Linked DNA regions of Mus musculus: region 2 is linked to region 1. A link is a contact called in public HiChIP or PLAC-seq data. All regions are on one chromosome and are shown on one strand. The core of a region is the stretch at or near the end of the contact, and the rest is flanking DNA. Distances in the headings are between cores, read along the strand shown.

Region 1 (6,038 bases), core at 1,469-3,968:
ATTGCATGGTTTTGCTGTGTGATGAAAATTTTTATTCTTTTATTTTTAAGAAAAGGTTTACTGTATTAGTTTTTCATATCTCTCTCTCTCTCTCTCTCTCTCTCTGTGTGTGTGTGTGTGTGTGTGTGGTGTGTGGTGTGTGTGTTTGAATGTGTGCCATGTGTGTACAGGGGCCCTTAGAAGCCAGAAAAGGGTGTCAGATCCCTGGCACTGGAGTTACATGTGTTTGAGAGATGTGTGCTAGGAATCAAACTGGAGTCCTCTGCAAGAGCGGTATAGGCTTTCACCGCTAACTCTGTCTCTCTGTCTCTCTGTCTCTCTGTCTCTCTGTCTCTCTGTCTCTCTGTTTCTCTCTGTCTCTCTCTGTCTCTCTGTCTCTCTCTTATTTCTAATTCTTTCTTTTTGCTTCTGGTTTTGTCACAGAGTCTTATACTATGTAACCCATGCAGGGCTGGAACTCCCATCTTGACTTCACACTTCTGAGCCTGCTCCCCTGGCCTTCTCGGTGTTGGGAGTGAATGTTCACCACCACACTTGGCCTAGGAGGAGTTTTGTTTTTTTATTTTTATTTTTTTAAAGTCTCATCTGCAGCTTATATGGGGAGCTGCAGTTATCCTATGAGATGGGAACTCTTTATTTTTCCTATTGTAATCATTATGATGGTTAAATTTTGCAGACGAAAGAAATAAGGCATAGGAAAAGTAAGCAAGGTCCCCAGGATTACACACCTGGTATAAAGGATGCTGATTTAAACGCTGTCTGACTCCAGAGCTCTTTTCTCAGCATGATCCTATTCTGTCTCACCAGTGATTGACAGGTGTCAATCTCAGTCCAGATGCTTCCATATCAAAAGCTGAGCACGTTAGAACACCGAAGAGAAACATCATTGCACACATTACCATATCACCTATTTAGTAAGTACCATTATCTTCACTGTTCTTAACTAGAACTCTTGTGCTGGTACCCTCTCTAGGCAGGGCAGCATCCTTAGACAGCCATATGCCCCAGGGACTTTGCACATGTCTTCTCCTGCCTGGCATCCCCTGTACCCCCCCCCCCCATCTTCCATGCTACTTACTGCCACCCACTCGCTCAACCTTAAAATATCATTTCCCAATGAAGTCTCTCTTGAATACTTTCCCCTCATCCCTCTTTTATGCATTCTCTTATCCTCCTACACAGTTTCTTTCGTAGCAACCTGCAAGTTTGCAATTAAATGTGTAATTAGTTAGTTATTAAGTGGCAGGCTCCCCTGCTAGGCTATGGGTTCCACGAGGTCTGGGCTCATGCCTATGTGGCTCACTATTAGCGGAGAGCCCGTCGGTGTTAACCTAGTTATTTCTGAACCACAAGTGAACCACTGAAGGAGAGACCATCCACGCCTTTGTGTGGACTTGCTGTGGGATTGATGGGAGAGAAGGAGAGGTTTAGAAGGAGAGGAAGCTGACCAGAGAAAGTTCTTACCTAGGCCTTGACCCTGGAGCTGGTCCCAGGGGGAGAGCTAACATTTCAGATAAAGACCCAAAGGGCAGAGCACTCTGAGCCAGGCCAGCCAAGTCTGCTGAGCCAGTTGCCATTTTACATATTGAGAAAATAAAATCAGCAAACAGTAAAACAGCCGAAGTTGCTATTTTTCTTTCATCCAAGAGCTCTCAACACAGAGACTGTCCTTAGAGGCCCAAAGACAAATGGAATTGCTTAGCCTGAAGATGGTTGCTTTCACGGACCAATGGAAACCATAAAAGCCAAGACACAAAATGTTACTTGTGCATTTGACCCAGATACCATTCTTTACTGGGAAGAACAGGAAAAGAGCTGTGGCTTTCTGAGAAGGGCATCTCCTTTGTCTCCGCCTCATGTTGCCCCTCCTCTCAGTGAGAACAGTGAGATGGCAAAATTTCTCAGCTCAGTCATAAAGAGTCTCTTAAAAACTAGTCCTTCATTTTTTTTTAAAGCTCAAAATCAATAGAAGAAATCACACAAAGATCAATACTTTCAACTCCATAAAAATTAAAAAGTACTCTATGTCAAAATTCCACACAACCCAAATTTAAGGCCGACAGTAAATAGAGAAAAATACTCACTACAGTGGAATTCAATTTAATTCAGTTCGACACATGTCTGTTGTGCTCCCTCAGGTAATGAGAATGGTTAAGTATTGTCGGGAGTGTGGGGAGCTGCCAACCTCAGGACACAGGGAAGGGGACAAGGAGACTGACCTTCCCAGTGTCACTGTCAGTGACAGGGCTATGCAGGATGTAGAAGCACCCCAGGAGAAAGACAAGAAAGTGTACCTGAGGTTGTGGTAGGGCTTGACTCTGAACTGCAAGCCCACATTTTGAGTGATTATGTCCCAGCCAGTGGTACTATTTAGAAACCACATTGAATCCTTATGACCTGGCAGAAGTGAGTCACTGGGGCTGGGCTTTGAAGGTTATAGCCCAACTCTTGTTCCCAAGGGTTCTTTCTGTTTCTTGGTTCATCATGATGTAAACAGCCTTCCATGCTTTACAATACAGGAATCCTTCAAAAGTTCCACCTGAAGTACTTTCTCCCTGTACTCTTTGCTTTCTGTCAACTTGGCACAAGTTGGGGTCATCTCAGAGGAGGGAACCTCAACTGAGCAAATGTCTCCATCAGATTGACTTGTGTGGGGCTTTTTCTTGATTGATGATTGATGTGTGAGGCCCTGCCCACTCTGAGTGGCTCCACCCTGGGCAGATAGTCCTGGGAGGTATAGAGTAGCTAACCATGAGCCCTAAGAGAAAGCCAACAGTCACCATGTCCCCAAGGCCTCTGCTTCAGTTCCTGGCTTCAGGTTCTTGCCTTGACTTCCTGCCCCGAGTTTCCTCCATGATGGACTGTAAGCTTTGAGATTAAATTAACCCTTTCCTCCCCACATCACTTTTGATCGTGGTATTTACCACAGCAATAGAAAGCCAGCAAAGAGGTCCCTTTACCAGTTTCCTCCGAGCATCTTGCAGCACAAAAGCATCTCATGCTGTTAGCCTGGATTTCAGAAAAAGCTCCCTGAAGATACTTCCTTAGTCCTGATAAAAGCTGAGCAGGCAGGATCCAAGGCAACAAGAAGAGGGCACACAGAACCGCGACTGAAACAGATAAAGACAAGGGGGCATGAACACCGTGGTGTGCGTGGGTTGATGGAGATGGCAGAGTATGTCATACAACACTGGGAGTGCTGGAGACAAGGCTGCCCACCTAAACAGGACTAATTCATAGAAAATTTCACTCTGTCCTGTAGCTGATGGGCAGCCATGAGAGGTTCTGATTTGCTAGTAAACCATTTTCTTGCCTTTGGACATACGTTTTAAACCCACCAACAAGGAGCTTTGTAAGTAGGTGCTTAGAATTAAAGGTTTTAATGGCAAAGGGGGAATGTGGTCTTTGCTAGCTGACTTCCTCACTGAGGACACGGTGGAGTTGGGACATCACAGGTGCACAGCAGAGAGGCAAGGGAAGTAGTACTGTCCGTGTGGCAGCTACAATGACAACAAGAACAGACTCTGCTCCTACCCTTAAATATGCTCAAGGAAGGTGACCTTGAGAAAAGCAAAATGACATTTGGCCTGCTTTTATGTGTCAGTGGGAAAAGTACACCATATGGAAACCAAAGAGAGGCCTTTCTGCTTTAAAAAAAAATTATTCTAATTCCCTGCATATTTTATGCAGGGAAAAGAACTAAATTAAAATGAGTAAGAATAGCCTACAAGATCCTTAATTGATAAGGAAAGAAGAGCTCATTTAGTTAGTGGCTGTCTTGAATAATATCTACCGGAAAGGGTGTAATCTAAAGATGCCTGCGGATCAAGACAGAAAGAACCCGAGAAATAAGGCAGCAGTCAAGAAGAATTCCATAAATTAAATCATAGTTTGAAAGGATGAAGTCATGTTAACGCTCATTACCATATTTTAATTTCATGGTGATTAAAATTATAATGTAGCATGTATTGCCACTTAATTGATCTGCCAACACCAAGTATTTGCAAGTTTCTTTTTGTTCTCTGAAGTCATAAACTATCTATTCTCTGCTGCATAATTTCAGGGGTAATTTTAAACCATAAATATTTCTCTTTATTAAAATTCTCAGGAATTAGAACCTAGATCTCTATTTATTTATATCTGCTTTGGCGAGAGGCCAGGAAATTCATTTTCTTACATTTTGAATTCTACAAAATTAAAGTGCTAAAGAACGTTATCTATTAATCTTCATGCTGCCTTTCCTGACAGTTTTACAGTTTAATCGAAATGTTCGAGGTCTCTGGGGGAGCAAGTTAAACTCTGTCCCTTGAAGACTGGGCATTTCGCCTCGAGTAGAAGCTTCTTATTGAAGATGTGGAACCATGCTCCTGTCAAGCCATGAGCAGCCTTACAAGGATGGCCTGCCCCCGGCTGACACCAGCCCCTAGGGCTTTCAGCTCACTCTGCCCCTTACTTTACACTCACTTCTGCAGATAGATACTGTCCCTCTGCTGTCCTTAAGATGGCCCATCATGGAGCTGACCCTTTTGAATGGAGACCAACCCTGGCTCTCAGGTGCCTAAGAGCCCAGCCACCCTGGCTCGGATGGAGTAAATGGTGCATATGTCACTCGGAACCTCACGAGTCTCTTCAGATAAGAATTAATTTGGCAAATCGCAAAACTTTCCAGGGACAATACCTTTCCTAATGACTCCCTACTCCTTTGACATCCCGTTGCCCTGATTAATGGTCATTCAAATTGGCCACCTGGCATAGCTCACTGTCAAAATAAAAAAGGAGATGGTTTCAGAAGGCTCTTTCTTTTGTGTAGTGGAACACCCCAGCTCTGTCTCTGTGATGGTCTCCTTCCCCCCCCTCGCCCCCTGTGACAGTTACAAGCATAGATAGTACCTGAATCCTAACACATTAGTGGCCCCCACTCTGCACTTGTATTTCAGGCTTTAAATTAAATACATGCTGCAACTAGCTCCTCACGCTTTTTCAGAACTATTGAAGGATGGTCAGGTACTTTAAGTGAACGACCTGCAGACAGTTGAGCCTTTATTATGTACTACCTGGAGGTTGCGGGGGCAAAGAAACAGCTTATTTTAAAAACATTATTGCAAAATTATGAGCAAAGAAATGGAATTTCTATGCTAGGCATCCCTGTGAATTTGATCATTTTCTCGAAATTTTTTGAATCTGGCTCTTGTGTAACTTAGCATTGAACACACATGAAGCTCATACACAAGAACATACCACAGACATTCTGTAATGTCTATAAACAGTTGGCTGCAGGAACAAGGACACAATCAGAATGACACAGCCTTAAGAGCTTACTAGCTGCAGACAAGGGATGATGCTCACATCCCTAGGTAGGAAGAGGAGCCAGGGAGCCAGTGTCAAGCAGTAAAGAGCTTCATAGTCCCCCAGTTCCTCCTTTGTGTGCCACTGTGGACTCCACTGAGTCCCCAAGCAGGGTCCAAACTCATGTAGCATCTGGATGGCTCCAGCCTCTCAGATGAACTAGCATGGCCTCTGAATACAATCTGAGACACAAAGAGAATGGAATCCATTGCTCTCCAGCAACCCCCTCAAGATGGTGATGGTGCCATTATGGATAATTATTTACCCAGTCTCTGATATCTGAGTGCCTAGGTTCAAATCCCAGCCCTAACATACCTCCCAAAGCTCTGTAAATCTGGGCTGACTATTGTTCTCTTCATGACCAACTTCCTCATCAGTGGAATTGATCAAGTGATTCTCTCTGGTTCAATACTAAGTTTGGACAAGATGAAGAGGTCGAGGGATAGAGAATGAAAGGAAGCTAGCTGACTTCCTGAGAGCCCAGACATCTCCACACATTCTTGGGTCTACAGACAGCCTGAGGAATCTTCTCTAGGTCTCTCTACCTCCATCTCCACAATTCTTTCCAACTTTTCCAGTGCCTGCTCTTAGTCATGAGGCATAGTGTAGTGTCTTACACTAGGAGGTCCAATCATTTTCCGGATTAAATCCTTACACTTGAATTAGACACAGGCAGCTCTCATTACATCTCC
Region 2 (6,038 bases), core at 1,263-3,762, 330 kb before region 1:
AAGGTTAAGAGCCTTCTTTGTGGGCATGGCTGGAACCTTGCACCTTGTGCACTCTAGGCAAGCGCTTTACCACAGAGCTGCCCCGTCAGCCCCAGGGGAAGAGGCTGGCATGGGAACATGTGATCATTTTCCCGTGAGAGTGTGGGGTATATGCACTGTAATTTAATAGGCCTACTGTGTGTCATGTGTTGTGCTCTGTACACGTGCCCCCCCCTCCCCCCAAGGCAGTGAGGTTTTTTGTTTGTTTTTTTTCTGTCTCATAGGCAAGGAAGCTGAGGTTCAGACGCACACGAGCTGTGTGGTTTCCTACATGGAGGACAAACAGAGCTAATTTACCCTCAGTCTCTTTCTGCTTCTCTCCGCTGCCTACACACACACACACACACACACACACACACACACACACACACACGGGACAGAGGTGGGGAAACTCAGCCAGCGTGTCCCACACTGGGTGGGGAGAATAGAGGACATGGTGGTCACTCGAGACTGGCAGCCTGATTCCCAGGGGCAACGGTGTGGACTTCTGTTCCTTGGAAGAGGGAATGGGTCCTTGCACCTCTTATCTAGGAGGTTATCTTCCTTCTTGCCACATTTAAAGTAGACTTTGGGTTATGCCTACCTTATCCTTTTTAAAAGCAAGATTTATTTATGTATTTTCCGGGCCTGAACGCTTTGCTATCCGTGTGTATGGGCGCTGCATTTGTCCCTGGTGCTTCAGGAGGACAGACTTTTGATCCCTTGGAACAAGAGTTACAGATGGTTGTGAGCCACCACCACGTGGGTGCTGCAAACTGAACGCTGGTCCTCTGCAAGAGTAGCAAGTGCTCTTACCTGCTCAGCCACCTCTTCCGCCCTTGCAGAGTTATTCAGTTCGCCTAAGGGCTCAGGCATCTGTCCAGCGTGGCTTCTGGACTTGACTTTCAATCCCCTGACTGCATAATCATGCATCGTCTCGCCTTGCTGCCTGCAGCCAGCCTTTATAAATCCTCTAATCAAGAAACCAAGCAGCTACCAAATCTCAGGTTCTGCTCTATTTTGTCATAGGGAAATGTAAAACTTGTTCTGTGGGTAAAAGTGTCTGTAGGGCCATGCTGAATTTCAGTGTTCAGGGTAGGCTCTTAAGGACTTTGCATCTAGACTGTTTCAGAATCCCCTCCCAAGAGAACTGGGCAGGACCTCAAGAAGATGACAGGGGTGTGGGTTTATAAATCTTGCCTTTTCTCATATTTTTGGAAATATTCTTCCTTATTTTATAGGCCAATAGAAAATTTGGTATTCAGTGAATTTTTATTAAATAATAATTCTTAGGCTCTGATGACCTTATTAGCATTGGGTCTGAATTTAAACCGTAGTCTTCCTGCTTGTTTATTGAGTGGCCTTGAAGAAGTAGTGCAGTTCTCTGATGTAAAAATGTTTGTAAAAGGGGGGAATCTGTTGGAGGGTCCTTGTGAGGATAAATGAGAAAATCTACTGAGTAATAAGCAAGGCAGATGCGCAGCCGCACTGCCTGCAGGTCTTGCCTGGCCTGTGATTTGCTGGGGAAGGCCTTCTCCTTCCTCTCTGGCAGTGTTCCTGTCTTTACCCTGCTTACATTCTGGCTGGGTGGGGGAAGGAATGGATGATTTAAGGTTTTTTTTTTGTTTGTTTTGTTTTGTTTTGTTTTTGTTTGTTTGTTTGTTTGTTTTTTAATGTACGTGTGTAGCTGAGAGAGGGCAGGAGCAGGGAAGAGGGAGAAAGAAGGAGGAGGCCTAGAAAGTTTCCTGAGGTCAGCTCAGGATGAGGGCATGAACCCTTAGCTTCTCGATTTGACTATGCAGTTCTCTTCATTTTATTAGCATGTATGAATTATACAATAATGACTAAGTGATAGCTACTCATTTTGATCGTATTCACTCCCATTAACCGATCTTGCCCTCCCTCCCACTTCTGCAGAATCCCCCACCCCCACCCCTGTCTTCCCAAATCTAACTCTGTAGCTTTTACAGTTTGCATTTTTTTGTTGTTGTTTTTTTTTTTTTTTTTTTTTGTTTTTTCGAGACAGGGTTTCTCTGTATAGCCCTGGCTGTCCTGGAGCTCACTTTGTAGACCAGGCTGGCCTCGAACTCAGAAATCCGCTTGCCTCTGCCTCCCGAGTGCTGGGATTAAAGGCATGCGCCATCACGCCCGGCTCAGTTTGCATTTTTTTTTTTAAAAAAAATTAGGGTGGAATCTGTCAGATACATGTAGTAGTTCTGTTGTCCATGTAACACACCTGTGCCTTTCAATATCTGATACTTTGAGAGATTTTTTACTTTTTTTTTTAAAATTTATTATTATACCCTTCCTTATTCACTGTGTCCTTTTAAAAGCTGCCAAGCCTCCCGAGTGTGGCATGGGCTCAGAAATGCTCAGGCTTGTGTTTGCCCTGTCCTGTAGTCCCTCTGATCCAGCCCCCTTTCCTCACCAGGCCCGTGAGACTTAACCCAAGTGCTGGATCCCTAGTCTCCGGTGTGGACCAGACTCCACCCTGTGGCAGTGTTTGGGAACTGCACTTTCACACCGGGCTGGCTTTAAGAGAAAGTGGTTGTCGCCACTGCCCCTTGGAATGCGGAAGGGCAATTCATTCTTGTCACCTCTTCCCCATTTTCCTGCTCCACCAAGCCTGCTGCCAGTGAGTAGTCCTCTTTGGAGGCCAAGCAGAGAGTTCGCAGACTGAGGCTATGGAAGCGTGCCTGCTCACCTGGGCGTACCATTTTGTAGCTATTGCAGACAAATTTACCCAGACCAGATCGTATGGGGGAAGGCAGTAGATCTCTCTGCGCAAGTGGAATAACTTATCCAGTGTGGGTGGTCTCCCTGTCCTTTGTTCTCGCCAGGACTCCCCTCCACATATCCTTTAATGTGCTGCCGGCAAAGCCCCAGGAAACCCACCCTCCCTTCTGTAGCTTTTGGTCTACCCTGCTTTCCGCTTTCTAGTGCTGTCCCCCAGCCTCCATGTTATCTGCTGCTGGAGGGTTTGTTTGTTTGTTTTTCCTTGGACAGTTACTGGGGCTCTGTGAACACAGTTCCCATGCATAGTGGCAGCCATACCTCTTAATTTGTGTTGCCTTCTGAGCAGGCATGGTTTTACACTTCATGTGTTTTGGGGTTGGCCTGTCTCTATCCTTCTTACTGTTTTGTTGCTGTTAGGAATTGACCTAAGCATGTCTGGCAAGCGCTCTACCACCAAGCCACAGCCCCGTTGTTCCTAACAGTAGATTGGGTGTTCTGTCAAAGGGACAGTGGGACCTGTTAAGGGGTACAGAGTGGGTATCACCCATATTACTGATATAACTTCAAACAAACATTGTAGGAAAATTACAGGAGGGGTTCTGGTAGTGGGAAATGAGGCACAAATCAAACTGGAAAGTTTTGTGTTCTGTGGAAAGCAACTAACTACGGGTCCCCTGAGGTACACACTTGTTTCAGCTCTGTAGGAGACTGAAGTGGAAGGATTGTAAGCTCAAGACCTGTCTGGGCAGCTTAGCAAGACTGAGTCTCAGAAATCAAAGAGGAGGGCGGGGATGTGGCTCGGTGTTGGAACCGTGCCTGATCTGATCTGATTGCAGTTTCAGTCCCCAGCACTCCAAACACACAATCAATCAACAAACAAACAAACACAAACCGTGGGTTCTAAGGAGGAAGAGGAGAGCGATTGCCATTTGTACGTTTTATGGTTGTAATCTTTACACATACAAATACACAAATGCTAAATGAACAAGATAGATTCATGCCTGTGTGTTTATCTGTGTAATTACTGCTCAGACCCTGAGGATATTTTCAGAAGCCCGGATGGGAGCTGAACACTCAGACTGTTATGAACTCAGAACACTGGGTTCATAGCACTCAGGCACACATTCCAGAGGCTCATGCAGGGTCTGTGGGGTAACTGGGCCTGGAGTTGTTAGAGCTGCCTTCCCTCCCCCACCACAGAGGAACACAGCTCTGGACTTTGAGGAAAGCCATTGGTTCAGCGTGTGGCTGCCGGTGACAGCAGCCCAGTTACGGTTGTGGCTGAAGAGCAGCAGCCTGCCTGCACTCCTTGATCCCTGGTTTGGTAGGCCTGCTCCTGCCTCAGTGTTGTCTCTTTGCTGCGAGTGCTGAAGGGCCGGCCTGGACATTGGCTTCAGATCCTGCAGCTTGGAAGTAGCAGTGAGAGTTAAACTCAACTTTGCCGGAGACTTTCTTCTCTTTAAAATAAAGATTTATTTTTATTTTATGTGTATAAGGTTTATCCTGCAGGTATGTCTACACACCATGTACATGCAGTGCCCCATGAAGGCCAGAAATGGGCATGGGATCCCACATGGCCATGCGGGTGCTGGGAACTGAATGCAGGCCTTCTGAGGAGCAGCAGGTGGTCTTAACCCCTGAGCCATCTCTCCAGCCATAGAAACTGTGTTTTATTGGTAACCCCACTGGCTCATTGTTTCTAAGTTCAAGTGTTGTTTTTTATTCTTTCTTTCTTTATTTGTTATCTATAGTTATTTATTCAATCATTTGTTTGTTTGTTTTTGAGGCAGGGTTTCTCTGCATAACTGCCCTGGCCATCCTGGAACTCACTTTGTAGATCAGGCTGACTTCAAACTAACCGAGATACACCTTTCTCTGGCTCCCTGGTGTGTGCCTGTGTACCACAACCAGCTCTATTGTTTTTTAAAGGCAGGGTCTTCTGCATCCCAGACTGGCCTAGAACTACATATGTAGCTGAGGCAAGCGCACCGCTGCAGCAGGCTTATGCTGGAGATTAGTGTAAGTGGTGGGCCAGAGAAGGGGCTCAGCAATTAAGACTGCTTCCTACACAAGGTTGAGGCTTAGAGTTAGGACGGCAGCATCCGTGGAACAAGCTATGTGTGCTGTACACTCCAACGCTGAGGGTATAGGGACATGAGGTAGCCAATGCTATCTGGTTGCTGTTCTAGTCACAAACCTGGGAGTTGTAGGTTCAGGGAGAGACTGACTCAAAAGGGGTAGGCAGAGGGTGATAGAGGTGGACAAATACATTGTATGTGGAAATACAGAACATGTGTGTGCATGTATGTATACTCTACTAACACTAAGATGAAAAAAATATGTGGGCAGATGTGTTTAATGAGCAGATAGGAAAGTGGCAATCTTAAAATATTAAGAGTGTGTTCTAGAAATTATCCTTCAAAGCAAACTTGTGCAGGCACTAAAAGGAAAATCAAACAATTGCTGTGGCCTTCAAGGGCCTGTAAACCAACAGCAGCACATGCCGCTGCCTTCATTTAGTCTCACAGAACACTGATGTTTGAAGAGCTAGCACATAACTTAAGCAACGTGTCAAGTACGTGTTCACTTATTCCTTCGCTGTGTTTTTAGATGGAGGAGTGAAGTGGGGTAGCCGGGCCCTTGTCGGGCATACAAACAGAGCTCAGTTTTATCCTTGTACTGCAAAGGGAAGGAGTCATGAGATTCAGGCAGGAAGCATCAGATTGCTGTGAGGAAACACCTGAGAAATTCATCATGAGTCAGGTGTAGGTGCACATCTGTAAGCTAATGCTTGATGTATAGGCAGGATTATTAGGAGTTCAAGGTAACCCTGGGCTACGTGAGACCCTACCATGGGAAACTGGTCCCTCACCTCCCGCCCCGTTCCCCTGCAAGTATAAGCAGCTTGCTTTATCTGTTCAGACTGAGGTCATGTCGGGTAGAGCACAGCAGAGAGGCTGCCAGGTGCTGCTGTGGTCACTCTGAGAAGAGAGAGTGCCAGCAAGCCTGCTCAGGATCATTCTCATACCTGTTTGACATGCAGACAGGGTGGTGACGGAGCCGCTTCCTACTAAAAGCTACTGCTGTCGGCACGTGGCTCATTGCTGGCTTTGTTTAATAGCTCATGTCTTTAAATGAATGTGTCAGGAAGGAAATAGAATTATGGGTAATGACTCCACATTTAAGGCTACTCCTAAAATATAAATGAAATGTGAAACATTTCTTTCCAAAATAAAATAAGTATGCAAAGCACAGTAGCAGGCAGGCCAGTGTCTCCTCTCCTC

Evidence for each region. HiChIP or PLAC-seq counts read pairs in DNA pulled down with a chosen protein or histone mark.
Region 2: an HNF4G HiChIP or PLAC-seq map of pancreatic cancer cells shows a contact between it and region 1. The contact joins two enhancer-like sites. A contact is called at or near these places in 4 of 115 datasets of contacts at active chromatin or transcription factors (T-cell acute lymphoblastic leukemia, embryonic basal ganglia, microglia and 1 more) and 1 of 9 other capture datasets (embryonic stem cells).

The regions. Positions count from the first base shown.
Region 1 is chr7:113,731,746-113,737,783 of GRCm38.p6, reverse strand. No RefSeq gene overlaps it. Among named protein-coding and RNA genes, the nearest start is that of Gm5600, 24 kb to the right of the region's middle. Within about 2 kb of position 2,718, at least 6 of the 459 cell types and tissues checked have an H3K27ac peak or open chromatin away from gene starts, as enhancers often do. A contact at or near this core is called in pancreatic cancer cells, where this site is marked.
Region 2 is chr7:114,063,470-114,069,507 of GRCm38.p6, reverse strand. The region is part of intron 1 of Rras2 (related RAS viral (r-ras) oncogene 2); the gene reads left to right. Among named protein-coding and RNA genes, the nearest start is that of Gm51454, 30 kb to the right of the region's middle. Within about 2 kb of position 2,512, at least 103 of the 459 cell types and tissues checked have an H3K27ac peak or open chromatin away from gene starts, as enhancers often do. A contact at or near this core is called in pancreatic cancer cells, where this site is marked.